3 separate regions of the Zea mays genome follow, and regions 1 and 2 are each linked to region 3. Evidence: chromatin contacts called from public Hi-C data. All regions are on one chromosome and are shown on one strand. Each heading gives the region's core, a stretch centred on a gene start, on an enhancer-like site or on the middle of the called end of the contact. The rest is flanking DNA. Distances are from core to core; before and after follow the strand shown.

Evidence for each region. A called contact is a pair of places that touch in the nucleus more often than the background predicts.
Region 1: a contact with region 3 is called in a Hi-C map of leaf, with 3 times the contacts expected there. The contact joins the promoter of LOC100272499 here to the promoter of LOC100278545 in region 3. A contact is called at or near these places in 2 of 25 Hi-C or Micro-C datasets (ear and leaf).
Region 2: a Hi-C map of tassel shows a contact between it and region 3, with 2.4 times the contacts expected there. The contact joins the promoter of LOC100381431 here to the promoter of LOC100278545 in region 3. A contact is called at or near these places in 3 of 25 Hi-C or Micro-C datasets (ear, endosperm and tassel).

Annotation. Positions count from the first base shown.
Region 1 is chr3:174,742,649-174,747,236 of Zm-B73-REFERENCE-NAM-5.0, forward strand. LOC100272499 reads right to left here and starts at 1,587. Exons shown (of 12, transcript NM_001146968.1): 1 at 1,354-1,587; 2 at 1,102-1,184; 3 at 939-1,016; 4 at 469-524; 5 at 304-383; 6 at 102-184; 7 at 1-16. The coding sequence starts at 1,462. LOC100277253 reads right to left here. Exons shown (of 13, transcript NM_001150876.2): 9 at 4,379-4,459; 10 at 4,229-4,293; 11 at 3,966-4,067; 12 at 3,691-3,879; 13 at 3,336-3,596. The coding sequence ends at 3,528.
Region 2 is chr3:175,077,773-175,082,318 of Zm-B73-REFERENCE-NAM-5.0, forward strand. LOC100381431 (alpha/beta-Hydrolases superfamily protein) reads right to left here and starts at 2,272. Exons shown (of 13, transcript NM_001174272.1): 1 at 2,097-2,272; 2 at 1,083-1,229; 3 at 975-1,001; 4 at 778-868; 5 at 572-615; 6 at 377-475. The coding sequence starts at 2,228.
Region 3 is chr3:174,880,567-174,885,195 of Zm-B73-REFERENCE-NAM-5.0, forward strand. It overlaps LOC100278545, which reads left to right and starts at 2,789. Exons shown (of 3, transcript NM_001151785.2): 1 at 2,789-3,038. The coding sequence starts at 2,906.

The DNA.
Region 1 (4,588 bases), core at 337-2,836, 140 kb before region 3:
AATCCCCATCAATTTCCTGCAAACAAACAACACACAGGATCTCTACGATATTTATGCACAGGAGCATATGGAGCAATACATACAATTGATTTGCCACTGACCTGAAGTCCATTAAAAACGGAGTCCTGTCTCTCTTTTCCCGGGCGTGCAAATTTAAGAGGTAGTTGCAAGTTCTTAATAGAACCTATGGAGACGGATAATAATTTAAGACAACTCACGCATAGCCACCAATCTATCATGGTTTCAATATCGTCACAGAAGCTGTCTAATACATCAAATAAAATGAGTGCAAAATATTGCTACCTTCAAATACATCAATGTAGTCTGGATCACACACCACCACGACTTCTTTGACTTCCTTCAGTTGACAGAATGTTTTTAAACTGCACACAGAATGTAAGCATGCCTGTGCCTACATAACCTTGCTGACTTGATGAGTTCGAAATCTTTTATGCTAGAGAGAGTAACCTGTGCAATGCAATTGGTAGTCCCAGTAGAGGTAGATACTGCTTTGGCATACTTGCCTGTTAAAAAAAGATGGGCAAAATTTAGACAGCGATCATGCATTGGAAGGACACTATGTTCGCAGGTAACCAATGCAGATATTTTTACAGTGCCCAGTAAAACATTTCATTGCAATTCGTCGACATTGATAGCAACAATAATAACATTTTCTTTCTTAACTCAATACATTTGTTTAATAGAGTGCACAACCTCGACGCATTATGTTTCTTGCAACTTTAAAGTAGTGTTGTTAAAAGGCCCCATTATCAGTGACTTGAAGAACTGAAAAGTTATGATGACCTTATTGTCCCCAAAATGGTCAAACTGGTGACCCTAACCCAAACCAACGCACAATAACTAAGAATGTCCTTGCACTGTTGCGACAAAAAAAAAATGAACACAAGTTTGAAGCAGAAAAGACATGATACCCATACCCCCATTCTCTTTCCCTGGCCTCCAGACAACAGGATCACCGAGACGCTCCTCTCCTTCACAGCGTCGACAGCGACACCCTGGCGAAAAAAGCTTCATGTCAGTCAGTGGCTCCCCTCTTAGTCAACAGCGCACGAGCCCCGCGGCTACGGATAGCCACCGCACCTGCTCGCCGTCGGCTAGGGAAGTGTGGATTGCCCGATTCGAACGCCTTGTGTGCCGCCTAAGAGCAACCCCGTAGCTTCCACCTGACCACAAGCCGCAGCAAGATGAAGGTCTCTCTCAGTGTAGCAGCATCTACGAGCAATCCAATCGGAATTCGCTGCGATTTTTTCACACAGATGGCTGCGAGTGGCCCGGCATTTGGACGGAGCGAACTCCTAAACAAACGGAGGAAGTGGCTAAATCAATCGTTACCCATCCGAAGGCGGCGGGAGGCTGGAACTGGAAGCACCGCGGGCGCCGGCGGTGGCTTCGCGGCAGGAGTGAGGCGCACGTGGAGACGGAGGCAGAGGTGGAGCTCCATCTCGGAGGCGCTGACCGCTGCGAACGCGAGGCCGAGGGGAGGGATGGTGACGATGGTCTGAGAAGCGAGAAAGGGTGGACGTCTGGACGCCCGGCCGGAATGGACGCGGAGACTGCAGTATCGCCTCGCCTGTGTGCTACGCAGTCTGGTCAATCCACGCCGTCCACATTTCCCGTCACATGGCTCTACTCTCAAGTATGTGCTCCGTAGAATGTAGGAATATTCACTATCTCTGAATAAACAAATTTTTGGAGTTGTTTCTAAATTTTCGGTCAAGTTTGTAGAAATATCCTTCAAATTTTATTACATCAAATTGATATTATCATATACTTTTTTCGTTACAAAATAAAATTCGTTTTAATATTATAGTAGATTCATATAATACCATACTTAAAGTATGTGTTCTATATATATCTCTATATTTATTATTATCTAGTTGAATATAGACAAAAATTTAGAGCTAAAACGATTATAATTTTGGAACGAAGGGGAGTATATCATAGAATATATCTTTTATAGTATACTTATTTTATACTATAGTCAAATTTAAGACAACTTGCACGGACTTCGAATTCTGGGAATTGATTTATTTGGGGACAGAATAAATATATGTTACGTATAGCTATATAGTTAGAAACAATCTATAACTTTAAACTGATGTAACAACTGGTTAAACAAATAGTTTAGAAAAGCCGAATGAAGTATTTTTGTTAGGGTTATTTGAATCCATATTATTATATTTTTGAACTTATGAGATATACATACCATTACTATTCGTTATTATATTATGGTCGAATTTCTTTCCACTTGTGACGGAATTCGGCGAGGTCCACGTTGGCGCTCTCCGTGGGTCGTCAAAAGCATGGTGCCAATGGTAAGAAGATGCACCCGCATTCAAACGTAAAAAAAATGCATCCAGCGTCATCATCAAAACCTGACTGACTGAGAAGAACCGTTTTGTTGTGAAACTGTTACAAAATATTGTCCTGTGATCAACTGGCAGTTTATCCCAAGGGACACACCCCTTGGGAGACTTTATATTCCCTGTATAAATACATGACACTCTGCAATAAAGACAACGGTTCTGTCATTTTGTCTCTCTCTCAATCTCGTTACCACTGAGTAGACTATAACAGAAACTTCGGCGTACTTTCCTCAGCATGCATGTAAGAAACACAAATACACTAATCAGTACCGACACACACTGATCAGTAACGGTGGGGCTCACTCATCTGACAAACACAAATACACAACAATAACTTCTTCTTTTTTTTGTAAAAAAGAGCATACACAATAACACAGCAGTGGATACCATACTACAGGTCCACACCAGCACGCCATATCAACAGAAAGAAGGCTTGCAGTTATTACCGATCATGTATGTACAAGGTTTGAAGGAGCTATGGACGACATCAGTGATTGACTCTTCACTGATAAACTGGAACTTGCTAAGAGCATCTCCCGCAGCTGCTGGTGATGCTCTAACGGGGTCTAGAAGCCAAGGAGATGAACACTCAAGTGCCACAAGTCGGCCAAGTGGCGGGTAAAAAACGTAGCAACTCCAAAGACTTCCAAACAAGAAGCCCCGCAGCCGACCAACACGGAAGGGAAACAGGTTACATCAGGAATGGCTACACCAAATCTGATACCGCAGCAAACATAAATACAAGCTCTAGTCTCTGCAGTTAGAAGTTTGAAGTCACCCTCGTTGAGCCCTTTACTCGCGAGTCGCGAACCAGCGCACCACTTATCCACTGCATGTTTTATTACATGTTCAGGCATTCTTCCTGTTTATATGCCCATAATTTCAAACACAAAAACGATCAGAAACTAGAAGTGCACCCTACAACGCATAGACACGAAAGAGATGGAACTTACAAATCGTAAAACTCTTCCTCTTCCTGGAATTTGGCAAGCTTCAGATCAAAGGTTCACGCCTAGTGCTAGGCACCAACATATGTTAGTTCAGCTCCTAAGAACTTAGCCATCCCGTCTCGTTAGAAAAGTTGGTCTTACAAACATGAGATTGGTATCATCTCATCGATACTAAACTGAAACAGTACATTCATTGTGGTTTTGCTGCACATAATCGAGCCTTGCCAGGGTTGAGCAGAGATTCTGACATTATCCAACCCTGAAACACAAAACACAATGTGGTTGGTTGTCACTGTCAGAACTAACATATATAATGGACATGTGCATTTATCATGAAGACGGGGAGTTTTTACCTGTTCCCTAGCTTTCTTCTTGAATGTTCCATATGATGAGGAAACTATTTTGCAAGATTCAGCGATGTGTGCCAGGAAATCCATGTTTCTAGAGTACAGATACTCTGATCGGTCAGGGTTTGCCTGCTTCTGCTTCTGCTTCAGTCTCCGAGCATGTGATGCATTAATAAAATGCAATAGCACATGAGCCTGTACAGCAGAAACACATTGAGCATATGGGTAAAAAAACCAAAACACATATACCAATTACATCGCACTGAGAAACAAATGCTTACATGGAAAGCAGCTTTAATAATGTCGTCTGATTTTGCCTGGTCCTTGAGCAAAGCATATACTTTATCCTTTGTTGGGTTATATGTTACCATGTATCTCTCGTCCTATAATTAAGATACCAGATGTTCATACCAAAAGCAGAGGTTGTATGGCAAGAAATGAAGCTGGTGTCCAGAGTAGTTTCTGGAGAAATTACTGCACATATATGAAAGCAGAGTAGTTTCTGGATTTGTTTTTTAATTGCTGGTGTCCAGAGAGGACATACCTCAAACAGAGGTCGTATGGCAAGAAATGAAGCTGGCTCTTGAAATGCTTCTCCAAACCTTGAACCTGAAATACAGTTGAAATAGAATATGAAAATTGTCACCAATATCTCAAGGAACACAATTTGAATAACACTTGCACTTGCACAAACCTATTGCGACTGGCTCATGCCGCCAAGGTGGATTAAATATCGTCTCCTGTGAGTTTCCTTCCTTCAAGGAGGGAATGTGACCTGTGTCACATAAAACTAAAGATTCAAGAACTGGACAAATACAATTCAAAATTTTGAGTTAATACTTCTAGAGGTCTAGAAAAGTCATAAACAAGTTTCAAGCTTGGAATAAAACTGAACTATGTACGA
Region 2 (4,546 bases), core at 1,022-3,521, 200 kb after region 3:
AGTGAACAACCAAGAAACAACAAATAGCACCAAATATAATAAAGAAGTTTTGAAAAAGGTGTGTGCCATGCCACCAAATCACTTCGTCATTTACTTCATAGTGATGACTATTAGATTACAGGAACCTCAAATAATGCATTTTGTCATATGACGCTGATGCATGTAACCTAACATGAAGAGTTAGGCTTGTCTCCAAATGCATAAAGCTAGATTTGCAATAAGATGAATATGCAGATATTGTGCAAGCACGTTGGACACAGATAGAGTTCATTTTCAAACAAGCTACACTTCTAGTTCTATTGATAAAAATGAAGATTGAAAAGAATGAGAAGCCAAAGAGCGAAGACATAAATAGCTGACGCAAAAAGCTACAAACCAGCTTTAGAACATCAAGAGCAGTTGAGGCAACAGTGTGTGGTCCACTCTTCTTAATTGATGTTGAGTCGCCATGGCAGCGCAAATCAACCAAGAGGAACTTCATAAAGAGAAACCATAAATGTCAATCATTTTTCATATATGATATGCATTGTAGAGTAATTCAGGCCACCATCAGAATGATAGATATAATGACCTGCCACATTGGGAATTCCTGAGCCAATCTCTTCGCAAAAGATCCTTCACAGACAATTTGTTTGTTACTTTGTTAGTCATGTGGTTCACAACCAAAATATAAAAAAATCAAGTATGTTACTCAACTTCAAACCTATAACAAAATACAAAATGGGCCAATACAAATATTAAGACAAATTACAGACACATTGAGGACTCCTCATTTACCCCAGTTTTTCCTGCTCCCAAGGATGCCATGAAGAAGAACAGCTGTTGGTGGATCAGGTATTGATTTGTCCATAAATGAATTCCACTGAACCTGAAGTTAAAGTGTTGAATTTGATTTATGTCGATTGGACAAAAAAATCAAAATCAAGCTAGTTTTACAACTAATGACAGATAATTTGCGTGAATGCAAAACTTACAAGATTCCCTTGAACCAGTTCATAGGCCTGCAGATGAATACAAAACATTTGTCAGGACAAGGGAAGAGGACTCATCCCGTACAAAAAATAGTATCAAAGCTTCCATACCAGAACTCCAGCATGCTTGTCGACTTCAGGCTGGTAAGCAATTCTTGTGTCGGCCAAAGCCATTTGAGCACAATTGCATGGAGGACATAGCAAAGAACTTGAATTCAGACTAGACGATGTCAGCAGGCAATGGTTATGAACATTCCCCTGAAACCAAAAGGTACAATCCCAGCAAGATGTTGAGATTTCTGCTGATGATACATAAAACAAACGGATTTGGACAGCTGCACTAGCAGATGCCATCAAGCAGGCAAGCTAATATTCAATTAATGTGATCTTCAATGTTGTAATCTCTTCATAACAACCCTAGTTTAAGTTCCAGATCTCCCTCCGATTGCTTTTTTGTTCTCTGTTTTTAATACTAAAAGTAGCAAGACAGAAAAATAGTAGAACTAGTAAATATGAATAAACGTGGGACCTGAAATATTTAGTTATAGTCAAAGTAAGAAATGATTTGCTGCTTAGATCCCTCCTTACAACTAAATAAACTACAGTGATTACTAGTACAGCAAACACATAAATTTGCGACAGAAGAAACTAATGACTAGTCACTATCACTAGTACAGCCATAGAAGCAATTTAATTATTTGTGAGTCCATGATTATCAGTTCAATTACCCCAAAATTTCCTTCATTATAGTGCCTCTAGGTGACAAATATAAGATTTGAGGACAGTCATAGCGACTAATGAAATCGAGGCAATCCATGCTATCAAATAAAAAAACAGCTGCCAAAATGAAAGAAACACATCAACAAACAGTTTGTTTGCTTGAATAGCAATAGGATTGTACAGCGAAGCGACCCAATTGCATCTGCATTAGGCCGATAGCTAATCCAACACCCGCCACCTCACACCTTCAAAATTGCACCAAAACCTCGCGTTTAGCTCGAAACCAGCAACGCGAGGCGGTAGCACCCATAACCCCGCCAGGCACTAGCTCCTACAGCATCGACCACGACGACTAAACGGAACGCAGAATGATTCTGGGCATCCGGAGCGAACGCAGAGCCGTACCTCGCGAGGCCGCGCCGCGCGAACCCTAGCCCCGGGTCGCGGCGCGGATAGGATCACGGCACCGAAAGGGACTCTTCTCGACGGCGCGTAGAGTGCGCGCGGCGGCGGTGGCGCGCGTGCCGCCGCCGACATCAGATCACCGGGGAGCGGGGTCAGCAACGGGTCGGGGGCACGCGCCGAGGCCGAGACGAGCCAAACTGGTGCTTGTTTTCCTTGCAATAAAAAATGGTCAGTTTTTTTGTCGGTTTTGTGGTGGGGAGCGGGCGGAAAAAAGGTGGAGGCGGAGAACCCAAAGCACTAGAGGCTGGCGCGCGGGGCCATGGAGTACTGTCAGGTGGGGTCATATACGGGAAAAGTCCGCCTGGCGGCGGTGTGTGGTCGGTGGGCGGCTGGGCTGGGAGACTGGGACCCACCAGTCGAGTGGCTGTGGCTCCAGTTGGTCCTCCCGTACGTCAGTCGTCAGCCTTCAGTGCGTGGTGGGGACGTGGCGACCGGACGTAGCGCTGTGCCAACCATCAACCATGTGTCCATGTGGGAGGTATGTGCTGGAGCGAGCGATCACGCATTTTAAACCTTCCAGCTATATCGATTGTCACATTAGCTATATGGCATTCACCCCAACAAAGCAGAAAAAATTAACACTCCTCTACTTATTCTAAAAGTATATGTGTTATATATATTGCACAAAATAGGAAGCAGCACAATATATCTCTTAATCCTTAAGCCGTCTCCAACACATTGCGTTGTACATTGTACTATTCACAAAGTAAAATTTAAAATAAAAAATATGATAGAAATCAGGATAGTTAAACTGCTGGAGACACCATTATATGTTGGCTACAACATGTTAATGGGCCTTACATAGTAGCCATAGGCTAAGGGCTCAAGGCATAGCAGGCTGCTAATGTGTTAGGGATGGTAACGGACACATTTTACTCGCATGCATGTAGGTGAAAATCTTGTAGGATGTGAGGTTAGGTGTAGATTTATACCCACAAACACGAGTGTGGAACTGTGGATTGATTCTTAACTCGACTGTTTTTTTCTCGTGGGTACGAAAAATTGGACATGTGCCTGTAAACCTATGTACCCGCATTATATGTGTGTGTGCACGCGCATGTGAAATATATGTATAATTATGTACTCACAGGTAGAGGGTGTGGGATGTATAGTGTACCCATCGCAGATAAGTATTTACCACATGGTACATGTTTATAATTCCTATACATGTGAGTTTCATGCTTGTTGCCGTCCCTAGCCTATGTAGTCAATACACACAAGAAGCAACTGCAAATCAACCTTGTATTGCTAGCATGCGGAAAAGGCGTACGACGCCTTCAGTCTTCTCGAATCCCTTTCCGAACCCTATTGCATTGCACCTAAGGGTTTATAATTATGTTTTTAATGTTCACAATTTCATTTTTACCAAGTTTGACTTTTTATTTTTAGATTTGGAAACGAATCGGTAAAAATAACCGAGATTCACTGAATCCCGTTCCAAATTGTAAACCTTGTGATGCCACGACAATGGAAAGGGTTGTTGCCTATAATTCAGCCATCCAGGCGCATAACATCTTGCCTGCAGATTATAGACACCCTCTCGGCCTCTTTGAACAAGTAATTAGATCTTTACTTTGTTTAGTATTTTTTTCATTCCTTTTTGCTACAGTTTGTATGTACTAAATCACGTTGCTTTTTCTTATTAATTTCCTTTTGTTTGGGTTTCTGTTATAAGGTAGCTAGCGAGTGTTTTAAATAAATCTAAAAAAATACTACCTCTATTTCTCTTTATTTGACACTATATAGTTCAAATATACACTAACAAATCTCAAATAAAAAATCGAAAGGACTATTTATTTTTGTAGGGTAATCATAAAACCAAAAAAATACTACAATTGATTCTTGGTACAAGAAGAAATATGTTATGGCAAATGCACCTGATGATCATGGACTAAATGAATTAAATGCACCAGACGAGCACCATATGAGTGAGGAGTACCAGACGAGTTATGGAATGAATGGAGGAGCACCATTTGGAGCATCATATGGAGGGGTACCATACGATTCATATAGAGGAGCGTCATATAGATACCCATACATGTATGGAGGAGCATATGGATAAGTGAGAAGGAAGAGCGTCTATGGCGGGAGGAACATTATTGATATGGTCTTCATTAGGAGGAGGAGCATACACTGATGATCTGTAGGGATATAGAGGAAGAGGATACTGATAGAGGTTGCGGACTCAGGGAACAAGGATGAGCAGAAACATCCTCCCAACAATGATATATGGAAGAAGGGTCATCGAAGAAGACTTACCCTACACCGACAAGGGTCTCAAGATGTTGTGGAGTTTGTGCCTGTAGCAAGTCGCTGAAAGTTTTAAAGTTTGAACTCCATATTAGATCCATATTAAAATAGTGTGGATGTTTTACAAATAAGATAAGTGA
Region 3 (4,629 bases), core at 1,539-4,038:
AAAAGGGAAACCACTCGAGTGGATCCCTCGCTAAGACTGGCCCATCATAATTGACTAGTTGCATTAACTGTGCCTAGAGCCGAGCCATGACAGATGCGCCGGTCCACCTCCCACTCATGGCCAACAAGCCCCTCGGGCTACAGCGCACTCATGACCTACGAACCCCTTGGACCGCGACGCCTTTATGGCCTACGCGCCCCCTGCCCTGCGACACACTCATGGCCTATCGAGAATAAGACTGAGTGTGCAGACCGCTTGACGGGCACAACAAGACAAGTCGCACCAAGCCCGATGATATGGAGGCCAGGGGTCGGCGTAGCTCGAATGATGGCACTTGGGCCCCACGCTGCCCACGCCATCTGCTATAAAGAATACGAGACAACCAGGAAATCTTGGGGCCCACGGGCACGTGTGGCTTCACCCCGTGGTAGAACGCTCGATTTTACCATCATCTGACGACTCCTTGAGGAAGCCACCGTCGGCCGACCCCCACCTTAGCCTATAAAAGGAGGTGGTCAGTCCCTAGACGGACCCCTAGATGCGAAGACGACGTACCGACGAAGGAAGAAGGACGCACCAACGAGGACCTAGAGGCTAGAGCCCCCCCGCCAAGCCAAGACTTAGTTAGGACTCCACTCTGTAGCCCTTAGTGTAACCACCTCCACAACAAGAGACTTGGGAGCCTCTCCTCCCTCTCTCACCCGCTTGTAACCCCTACTACGAGCATTGATCAGCAGTGTTGTCGGTAGCACAAGCCGTTGAAGACTGGATGTAGGGACGTTCTGCCCGAACCGGTATAAATCTTATACCCACCGCGCACACCGTTCGGAGCCCAGAACATGCACACAAATTTACTTGTCGGAGCGAGGTTCAAAACACTAACAATTTTAGTCTATATTGATGACTTGAATATCATAGGATACACAAAGTATATTAGGGAGGCTAGCATATACCTCAAGGTAGGGTTTGAAATGAAAGGCTTAGGGAAAACCAAGTTTTTCTTGTACTTATAAATCGAGCATTTTTTTGAAGGAATATTTCTATAGTAGTTGACCTATAGTATGAATTTCATTGAAAGCTATAATACTACAAAGCTCACCCTTTAAAGATTGATGGTCATAAGATACCTTGAAAGGGATCTTGACTCGTTTAGACCAAAGTGCGATGATGAGAAATCATTGGGACCTAAAGTTCTTTACCTTAGGGCCATTTGAGTACTGATGTATCTTGTGATTTGCACTAGGTATAATATCACATTTGAGTGAGTTTGCTAGCTAGACAAAGTGCAAACCCAATCATAAGACATTGGGCATATATTAAGACTATACTATAATACCTCAAAGACACTCAAGATCTTGGACTATTTTTTGTAGAATTTGGGTTAAACTTTGATGGGCTATAGAGATGTTGAATATCTATGAGATCCCCATAATGCTAGATCTCAGTCTGGCTTTGTTTTTTTCTCTATGGTGGTACTGTCGTATCCTAGAGATCGAGCAAATAGACACTAATAGCGACGTCTACTAACATCTTAGAGATAATCATATTGTATGAAATCGCACATGAATGTGCTTGGCTTTGACAAATCAAGATATGTGGTTTTCACACCACAAATACCCCACTACTATCTATGAAATAATATAACATGCGTTGCAAAAATAGAAACATGCTATATTAAGAGTAGTATGACTAATTGTATTCCTCCTAATCTTTTTCTATGCTTACGAACTACAGAATAAGGGTGAGTAAAAATCATGTAAGCCAAGTCTTATAATAACATGACTAATTTATTCACTAAATTCTTGCCTACAGACACCTTCAGAAGATATATTCAAGGTGTAGGGATGGGACATTTGAGAGACTTGCAGGTTCAGAGGGAAGACACCTCTAAATTTTTTAGCCCTTACTATTCGATTATGAAGATAGTAATATATACAACCCTAAATGTTTTAGTTCTTATAAAGATAACCATTGTAGTATTTCCTATCATAAGTTTACATTAAGTTTCTCACATATGGTTTTTAACGAGACAACATGTATACAGTCTAAAAAAACGAGACAACATGTATAATATATAGAGTGGCACTGTATGCTCTTTCCCTATTTTTTCATCAAACTTCTTAGAGTTTTAACCACACATAAGTTAGTCGCGATATTTACTCAGAGGAGTGTTAAGAAACCCCATAAAAATTTACATAGACTAATACCAAACATATCTCTAAAAGAATCTGTTTTCATATAAATAAACTTGTACTCCCTCTATCCCAAATTAAAATTTGCTTTAAAAAATTAATAAAATCATATGATACTTGGTGTATGTGATTTATCATCATCTATTTAACTGTAGATATAAAAATTAAAAACTACGAAGGGAGTCTTAACCAAATCTGAAATATGTGCTCAAAACGGCTGTTACAATCAAACGAGACTGAGTGGCGTAGAAGGCACGTTAGCTTTTTCTAGTGGCGAGGACAGAATTTCGATCTTTTTTTAGTGGCTTACGATGAACTGGCTTTGATTAGAAGAGGCCCGATGGGGCCGGTCATATCCTTTCATCTTGTTTTGTTAGCAGAAGTGGCCAATTGGCGAGTGGGCCTTAGCCCACCATGCGTCGTCTTGCTGTCTCTTCGCGCGCACGGGTTGCGGGTCCATCGGCGCGCAGCCAATTGGGGCACCTTCGGGCTTCGGCCTCTCGTCTCCCGTCCCGTTCCATGGAACGGGCCCCGGAAGCCCGAGATGCGGCCTGAGACTGGGAGTCTCGTCCCGAAAGGTGTCGGGTGTGGAACTTATCCTCTAATTCCCTTCATTCTCTTGCTTTGAAGGGTGGGGGGCTAGGGCGGGCCGCACTGCGCACCGAGCGGGCGCCGGGCGGACGACGAAGCGGCGAGGCAGTGACTGGGGAGAGATGTCGGGCGGCAGGAGGAGGGGGCTTGTGTGGAGCCTCCCCGTGGCGAGGTCGGATGCGCTCGGCAAACTGGGCCCTGCCTTCGGCATCGGCGCTGGCTGCGGCGTGGGTCTTGGCTTCGGCCTCATCGGAGGTGTGTACCCTTCGCCGACGTTTACTCTTCCTGCTCCGAGTGTGGCGGCCATAGACGAGTTCACGGAGCACGATTACCAAACCGGCGAACTGGAGTGCTCTCGATGGTTTTGACGGTTGAGATAGGGATACTTGTTTCCGGGGTTGGAATGTTTAATCCGAGGGCCGTGTAGTTTTTTTTCTGGTTTTCTGTTAGAGTTTCAAGCACCCGAAATTTGGAATTGTTGTGATATACTATCACTTTTCCCCGTGTTGTTGGTGAATATGGAACGGGATTCGAGAAGTAGTTGATTCTTCTTCAGGATCAGTCTAGCCAATCCAAACGACTGACGAACGCGTAGGGGCTCCGGCTCACTGCCAACAAAGGTTCGAAATCCATGCTCATTCTTCTCTTTTGATCGAAGGAGAAATCTACGCTTGTTGTGCGCAGATGCGCCTGTTTTAGATAGGATCGTATCATTGGATTAGGTGACATGGTGGCAGTGGTGGAAATCACTACTATTTCACGGCATATTGCTCTATACATCATTGGAGGGTGAAATCATTGAGTCCAGGATAGATTTTGTAATTGATCAATGTATCAGGGAGTACTGTTCATCAATATGCTAGCAAGATGCAGGTTGCATAATCTGTGTGTACCCACGACTGCAGGCTGCAGCTGCAGCTGTGGCCTCTTTCAAACATCCTCTCCCATAGCAGAGTGCAGAGCCAGGTGCCCGGCATCATCTTGCCTCTTCGACCATGGTTCTAGTCAGCGTTGGAGCTAGAAATGGTCACAACTCACAAAGGGATCAGGGGTGGTGACTGATGACTTACGTCAAACCAAATACCTCACTAGGTTGCACAACACAGTTGTGTTATTAATATCAAGAAGCCACTAGTGATGAAACATGCATCTAGAAACAAGCCTCAGGTTCCTAGTACATCCCATAGTTGATAATTCACTTCTGGATATCCTTAAGTCTGCAATAACTAGATGATAGCAGCAGCAGCAACAACAACAAAGACTTACAGATCCAAGCAAGTTGGAGTAGGCTACTAGATGACATATAAGCATCTGAATCAAGATTATGGGAGTAATAAAGTGCTTTTAACTTAGAATACTCCTATTTGCTTTTGTGCTCTAAACGAGCTGATGCTTGTATGCAAGCATCACCCCACAATCTCAACAGAGCCTATTCTATACGGTCGAAAGCGTCAAAGCAGGGCGTTGGAGTAGTGTGTGCCCCAGGTTCTGGCCCTGATTCTGGTGGTTATCCTCAATCACCAAACAAGAATCATCTGCCTCCTTACGTGGATCCAGGGGCTTGTGGAAACTAGCTAGTGCCAATGACTTCCTAGAGTGTCATGGCGAACAGAGTAGAGAGTTGTGTGAGTATTCTCGTTGTAGGCATCTCTCTGTGGACCTTAGGAAGTAGATTGAGGATAAAAAGAAAGGAACTTCTTCCACTGGTGCAGATAGGTTCTCAAGCTAAATTGAGACGGAGTATCTCAGAGATCAACAGTTGTTTCCTCCAAGAATACAAAGCTTCCCACCAAACCCAGCTCTCGGCTAATTAAGGGATGTCATGATTGAATTGGGTTTCATAATG